2 separate regions of the Sus scrofa genome follow, and region 1 is linked to region 2. Evidence: chromatin contacts called from public promoter capture Hi-C data. All regions are on one chromosome and are shown on one strand. Each heading gives the region's core, a stretch centred on a gene start, on an enhancer-like site or on the middle of the called end of the contact. The rest is flanking DNA. Distances are from core to core; before and after follow the strand shown. Region 1 holds the start of ABRAXAS1 (BRCA1-A complex subunit Abraxas). Region 2 holds the start of WDFY3 (WD repeat and FYVE domain-containing protein 3).

The links. Promoter capture Hi-C pulls out the DNA fragments that hold promoters and counts their contacts.
Region 1: a contact with region 2 is called in a promoter capture Hi-C map of liver, with 5 times the contacts expected there. The contact joins the promoter of ABRAXAS1 here to the promoter of WDFY3 in region 2. A contact is called at or near these places in 1 of 5 promoter capture datasets (liver) and 1 of 47 Hi-C or Micro-C datasets (embryonic fibroblasts).

The regions. Positions count from the first base shown.
Region 1 is chr8:135,000,814-135,004,497 of Sscrofa11.1, reverse strand. ABRAXAS1 (BRCA1-A complex subunit Abraxas) reads right to left here and starts at 2,201. Exons shown (of 8, transcript XM_005656571.3): 1 at 2,077-2,201. The coding sequence starts at 2,163. GPAT3 (glycerol-3-phosphate acyltransferase 3) reads left to right here and starts at 2,358. Exons shown (of 13, transcript XM_003129347.5): 1 at 2,358-2,657.
Region 2 is chr8:133,664,213-133,667,551 of Sscrofa11.1, reverse strand. WDFY3 (WD repeat and FYVE domain-containing protein 3) reads right to left here and starts at 1,967. Exons shown (of 68, transcript XM_021101795.1): 1 at 1,949-1,967.

The sequences.
Region 1 (3,684 bases), core at 952-3,451, 1.3 Mb before region 2:
TTAGAATGCTTTAAAAAAAAAGTTTCATTCGCAGAAGAGCACAAAAGGAATGTTTCCACAACATCAGTCTTTACTAGGATCGAAGGGGGACAATCCAGACCTCTACACTCTAACAGTGTTTTAAACAAATCCCTGGACAGGAGACAATGTTTTAAGAACAACCATCTAGAAAACCACCTTTCAAAGATTTCAGGAAAAAGATCTAAGAAACAAAGCCTTCTCTAACATTTAGTACTAAGCATTTTGGGATTGCTAATCCTTTAAACTACAGACTAAGAGACCCATTCTCTTTATAGTTACACTAAGCCACTCCAAAATAACTTCCACAACCACATACTTTTTTTTTTTTTAAATGGGCCGCACCTGCAGTGTATGTAGGTTCCCAGGGTAGGGGTCGAATTGGAGCTGCAGCCCCTGGCCTACACCACAGCTCACGGCACTGCCAGATCCTTAACCCACTGAGTGAGGCTAGGGGTCAAACCTGTGTCCTTATGGATACTGGTCAGATTCGGTTCCACTGAGTTATGGTGGGAACTCCCACATACATTTTAAATTATCCTGTGTTTGCTCTTTGCTAGGTGTTAATGTACAAGATTATTTAAAATTACATACATGGAAATGATCAATTCCAACCCATTTTGGGTAAGACAGCCCTTTATTATAAAAACGAAGGGCACAAAGAAATGACCAGCTTTGTTCAGTATGAGACTCTCTAAACTGTATCAGCCAATTACTAAGCACTCACTCTAAGACACTACTCAGGCTCAAAGTTTCAGTCTAAAATTTCATAAAAGGAGCTCCTATCCTGGCTCAGTGGAAACAAATCTGACTAGTACCCATGAGTGCGAAGGTTCCATCCCTCGCCTCACTTAGTGGTTAAGGATCCAGCATCACCATGAGCTGTGGTGCAGGTCGCAGACCAGCGAGGATCCCGTGTTGTTGTGACTGTGGCGTAGGCCAGGAGCTACAGATCCGTTTTGACCCTAGCGTGGGAGCCTCCAAACGTCAAGGGTGCAGCCCTAAAAAAAAAAAGAAAAAAAAAAAGATAGAAAAATGTAAAAACAAAAGCTTTAAAAAATAAGCACTGTGGTTTTTTTGTTTTGTTTTGTTTTTGTCTTTTTGATATTTCTTGGGCCGCTCCCGCGGCATATGGAGGTTCCCAGGCTAGGGGTCTAATCGGAGCCGTAGCCACCGGCCTACGCCAGAGCCACAGCAATGCGGGGTCCCAGCCGCGTCTGCAACCTACACCACAGCTCATGGCAACGCCGCATCCTTAACCCACTGAGCAAGGGCAGAGATCAAACCCGCAACCTCATGGTTCCTAGTCGGATTCGTTAACCACCGCGCCACGACGGGAACTCCCAGCACTGTGTTTTTAAAAAGTCCTTCACTACTTCATCCAGAGGTTTTGAACGGGCAAAAGGAATAAGCATTTAAATACCTAATATGTGAAGACAAACTTAAATACTTAAATTTTAACGGAAAGCATCTCACAAGGAACTAGCTGAGGCCTCACAATATAACACATTTGCTATCAATGCCAACAAAAGTCAAAGATACCCTCTAAGCACGTTAATCTTTTTCATCTAAGACTTCTCCCCAAATAGCCACTGGATGCACCGCTTCTCATTCCCTTACCCGCCGACCCTTTCAACAAACGTGCACAGTAGCTGTTCTGCAGGAAAAAAACAAGAGTGGTGGGAAAACCCCTGGGGGTCTTAGGAGAGCGTTAACCCGCACCCTTCCCGGCGGGGCACAGGACCCCCGCGACCTCTCTCTTCCTCCTCCACCGAGTGAGTCCCGACAAGGCGAGCTGCGGCAGGAGAGCAAGGGGGCGTGCGGGACGCTGCGGTCGGGCGCGGAAATGAACGCCGGCGACCAGAGGAAGGGTCAGAGGGCGGGCGGCAGCTCCGGGGCCGCCCAGGGGCTGAGAGGGCGGCTCGGGGGGCAGAGGGCCGGCCCGTCGCCGTCGTCGGGGAGCCCGCGGGCGGGACCCGGGCCAAGGCGGCCACGAGGGGCCCGCGCGCAGGGCCTCTTCCGAGGCGACTGCAGCTCCCGCCCCGCCGCTCGGCTCACCGTGTCCGAGTCGGTGTTGAGGTGCTGGAAGGCGAGAGCGCCGAGCACAAAACCAGAGAGCACCGCCGACGTGCTCTCCCCCTCCATGTTGCCGCCGCCGCCGCCGCGCTGCTCAAGGGGGCGGGGCGGAGGCGGGGCCTGAAGAGCGGGGGCCGCGGCCGCGCGACAATGGGGCGGGGCCAGCCGAGGGGGCGGGGCCTGCGCCCGCGCACTGGCGAGGGCGCGGGCGAGGCGGCGCGGGCGCCCTCTGGTGGGTGAGGCGCTGCGCAGCGCTGCGACGAGCCTTCAGGCGTCGGGGCGTCTCCGCCCAGGGCGACGGCCAGCGCTTCGGCGGTTCGCTGCCCCCTGAGGGAGCCTGTCATATATACAAAACGGAAAAAGGGAACAGTGCTGGCAGCATAGAAGCGTTGTTTAGTGACATAATATCACGGTGGAAATGCCACTTTGTGGTTTTCCAAGTGCCAGATGCTCCCCTTCACCCGTAGAAACTTCTGGAATACTAACGACGGCCTCGGAGGACGGCGCTTCCGGAGCCTCCCGTGATGTCCACCCCGCCGAGCGCAGGCGGGGAGCGCGTTTCTGTGAGTGTTTTCCTGCTTTTAGAGAATTGACTCACGGACTTGTTGACGGAAGAACACGCAGATGGTTAACCTCGTTCTGACGGTTTAATGTTGGGTGTAAAGACTGTTCCCGCTCCCAGGGTGAAAGCGTGGAGGGAGTGGGGGACCGAGGCTTGGCCATTTCCCACACACGATTCTAAAGTACGGATGTTATTTTGTTTTTATTTGCTTTTTAGGGCCTCGCGCACGCGTACGGAAGTCCCCAGGCTCCGGGTTGAATCCGAGCTGCAGCTGCCGGCCGACGCCACAGCCACAGCGGTGAGGGTCCTTAACCCACCGGGCAGGGCCGCTCGGCTGCTAGGCAGGTTCGTCGCTGCTGAGCCATAGCAGGAGCTCCCAAACCTGTGGTTTGCTTTTTTTTTTTTTTTGTCTTTTTGCCTTTTCTAGGGCCGCTCCTGCGGCATATGGAGGTTCCCAGGCTAGGGGTCAGATAGGAGCTGTAGCCGCCGGCCTACACCACGGCCACAGCAACTCGGGATGGAGCTGCATCTGCGACCTACCCCACAGCTCACCGCAACGCTGGATCCTTAACCCACTGAGCAAGGCCAGGGGTTGAACCTGCAACCTCATGTTCCTAGTCGGATTCGTTAACCGCTGCACCAGGATGGGAACTCCCCAAACCTGTGGTTTTTAAACGAAAGTCAGCAAACTATCAGACTAACCCGAACTGCTGCTGAATTGGATTAATATCAGACCACTAAAGTGAATTAATAGTGCATACTTCTGAGTTTTGTTGTGCAGCAGCCATATTTGACTAACACGTTGAAGACATACGTATAGTGTTAAAAATTATGTATTTATTCCCAAAAAGTGTTTCTTGCTGTCATTTCTGCAAAAATTCTATTAATATGAAAAGATTGTCATGTAATTTGTATTTTGCAGATAGTAATGATCTAGAGTTCCCTGACGGCTCAGTGAGTTAAGGATCTGGGATTGTCACTGCTGGGGCTTGGGTCACTGCTGTTATGGGGCTTCATCCCTATCCCAG
Region 2 (3,339 bases), core at 718-3,217:
GATATATACACTCTTAAAATTGCAAAGTTGAGCAGTGGAATTTAAGAATCGTCAAAGTTGGAGTTCCCGTTGTGGCGCAGCGGTTAACGAATCCAACTAGGAACCATGAGGTTGCGGGTTCGATCCCTGCCCTTGCTCAGTGGGTTAAGGATCTGGCGTTGCCATGAGCTGTGGTGTGGGTCACAGATGTGGCTCAGATCTCGCATAGCTGTGGCTCTGGTGTAGGCCGGTGGCTACAGCTTCAATTCGACCCCTAGCCTGGGAAACTCCATACGCCATGGGAGAGGCCCAAGAAATGGCAAAAAGACAAAAAATAAATAAATAAATAAATAAAAGAATCGTCAAAGTAGAGAATCCAAGTGATATTGCAATATTACCCTGCCATTTACTCCTTTTAAAAACAGATTTTGCAAGTAGGACCAGAATCATGTTTCTAACTCATATCTCCTTTTTGCACAAATTTTAAATTAGAAACATTTTTTTACATGAATTGATTTCAACTCTGAAAAACACACTCCTAGGAGAAAACTATATTTCTACCAACCTGAGAATGAAGGTTCAGGGTGTAACATGCACCACTAATGCTCAAATATCATAAGAAGAGTCTTCAAGTAGGTCCAGCGCAATATGTATTTTTAAATATATTTTTTTAAAAAAACATACCAAACTAATTTCTATGCTTAGAGTTTATTAAAGTTTTATTTTTCTTCTTAAGCAAGACATATTTTTCTAAACCTATGCACTACTACCATATCTAGTTGCTGGGTTTTTTTTAATCAACATATTACTGGGTCTGTCTTGTGTTATTTGTTACACCGTCTGATGGTGGAAACTGTTCCAAACCTGCTATCAAAGAATTCCAACCTGCAAATATTCTGCTATCTAGACGCAAAACGTTTTCTCTTTTTTAATTGTTTGGTTTTCAGACTACAATAACCACTTGGCACTAACCAACTCAAGCCGTTACGGGAAAAAAAAAAAAAAAAAAAAAAAAAACACAAAACAGTTTTTTGTAAAAGCATTAACACCATTTTCCCACAGGAAACAATCATTTTTTAAGGCACTGGAAGTCGAAGCAAGGGTTCCCATACATAGTAAACATCCTTTCAATTGGTTTTATCAGATAATTTCCGTGAAAGGGAGACCTTATGAGAAATCTCACAATTCGATAGTAAAAAAAAAAATCAAGAAACGCTACACCTGAGGATCAAACCCCGGACCGAATGGCTTTTGGTCGGAAAGGTCACATCTGCTGTTTACACCCCCGGTAACCGTGAATGCTTGCGAGGCCACCACATCCTCGTGCAAGGGAATAAAAGAGCAAACACTCTCCGCAGGAGCATCTCTGGGTTGCTTCCACAAACCCAGGTTTCCAGCGCAGGGCGTGGGGCGGGGGGGGAAGCAGGGCTCGGGAATCAGCCCGGGGAGGCCCGCAGCCGCGGAGACAGCGCCCGAGGGATGGAGGCCTCGCTCGGCTGCGCCGCGGGCGGGGGGCTCTGGGACCCGAGACCCCGCGGGGTCTGGCGGAGAGGCCCGCACGGGACCCTGATGCCCGGATCGCCTGGTTACGCCCCCACTGCTCGCAGCAGGAGGGAGCGTCCGGCCCTCCGCTCCCCCACCCCCCGAAACACCCCAGCGTCGCTCCCCATCGCCCGCAGCCCTTGACCCTGACCCCGACCCGACCGCGACAGCGCCCTCTCCAGGCCGCGGTGGAGGACACAGGCCAGGCCGCCCTCCCCGGAGGCGGCGGCGGCGGCTCCCGGGCAGCGCGGTCCCGGGGGAGGACGGCAGCTGGGCCTCGGCCTGTCCCCAGGGGCAGCGGGCGCAGGGCCGCGAGTGGGCAGCGCCTCCGCCCTGCCCGAACAAAGCGGCCGCGGCGCGCCGGGCGCGGGGCTGGCCGGGGGGCCGGGGGCCGGGGGCCGGGGGCGCGCGGGCCGGGGGCACTCACCGGAGGGCGGGGGGGCGCGGGCGGGCCTGGCCGGGCGGGCGGACCGCGGCCGGCCGGGCTCCACGCCGGGGGCGCGCTGGCCTCGGGGAGGGGGCGGCGGGCGCGGCGTCCACGGCGGGGCCCGGGAGCCCCGCTGCGGGGGCCCGGGCTTCGGGCCGGGATCGATGCTGCGGCCGCGGGGTGCGGGAGCCGGTCGGCCGGGGCCCGGCCGCGGCGCTAGGCGGCCGGAGCAGCGACGCCGCCGCCTCTCCCTTCTCCGGCCCGGCTCCCTGCTCGCCCGCGTCCTCCTCCTCGCTGGGTCCCCGCCGCCGCCGCCGCCTCAGCCTCGGCGCTGCTCGGGCCTCTGCTCTCCATCAAGGCCGGGCCGCCGCGCGGGCAGCATCCCGGCCAGTGCGGGGCTGCCGCCGTCTCCCGCAGCTGTCGGTGGCCATCTTTAATCCTCCTCCTCCTCCTGCCGCTGCTGCTGCTCCTCCCGCTTTCTCCTCCTCCCGCGGGCCGCCTGACTGACTGGCTCTGGATCCTCCTCTTTCCCCGCCCGCTCCTCCTACCGCGCCGGCCGCAGAAATTGCAACCGCTCTTCCTCTTAACCCTCCGGCCTTTCCTTCCTCTTTCCCGACTTCCTTCCCTGCCCTCGGCTTCCCGCTTTCCCCTCTGTCCTACGAGCCGGTCCACCCGCTTCTGCAGGCAGCGGGCGCTCGATGCTCTGAGCCAGAGGCGAGCCCCCGTGCCCTCTTGTCCCTGGCCCGCTTCCCTGCCCGAGGCACACGCCCCGGCTTGCTTCCTTCTGCTGGTCCTGCCCTCAGCTGCTCCCGTTTTCCTCTCGTCCCGCGGTGCTGGGTTCCACTGCCTCCGAAGACTCAGCTGGGAGAACACCTGCGCTCCGCCCTCCTCAAGCCCGCGCCCATTTGCGGGAGGGTCAGACCGCGGTGGAGGGAGCGGGGCTGCTTCAAGTTGCTCCTCCGGCTGGTGTACAGAAGGACTGCCCACGCTCGCGGTTGTACTGCGCACCTTTGAAACTCCTGGCTGGTGTCGTGTTTGGCTCTGACCCGACAAAGAACCGAGGGGTTGAAGAGCCCAGTCTCGGTTGCCTTCTCTCCGTGACCTTGAACTGGCCGCCTTTTTTTTTTTTTTTTTTTCTCCTTCATGTAAATGGCATTATTTATACCTTGGCAGTCCTAACTCACACAGTATCTAGACCCAGTTAGCACGCTTTGGTAACCTAGAACTGCTCAGTGATCCTCAGTTTGCCCCTCTGGTGTTCGTTCCAAATCAACCCAGCGGACAATCGGGAGCATGCTTTAGTTCTGGCAATGGAGGCAAACTGAGTCAGCAGTTACGAGGTGGACTCCCTTAAACAGGCTTAGAGTGGGGAAGTGGTAATATCATCATTC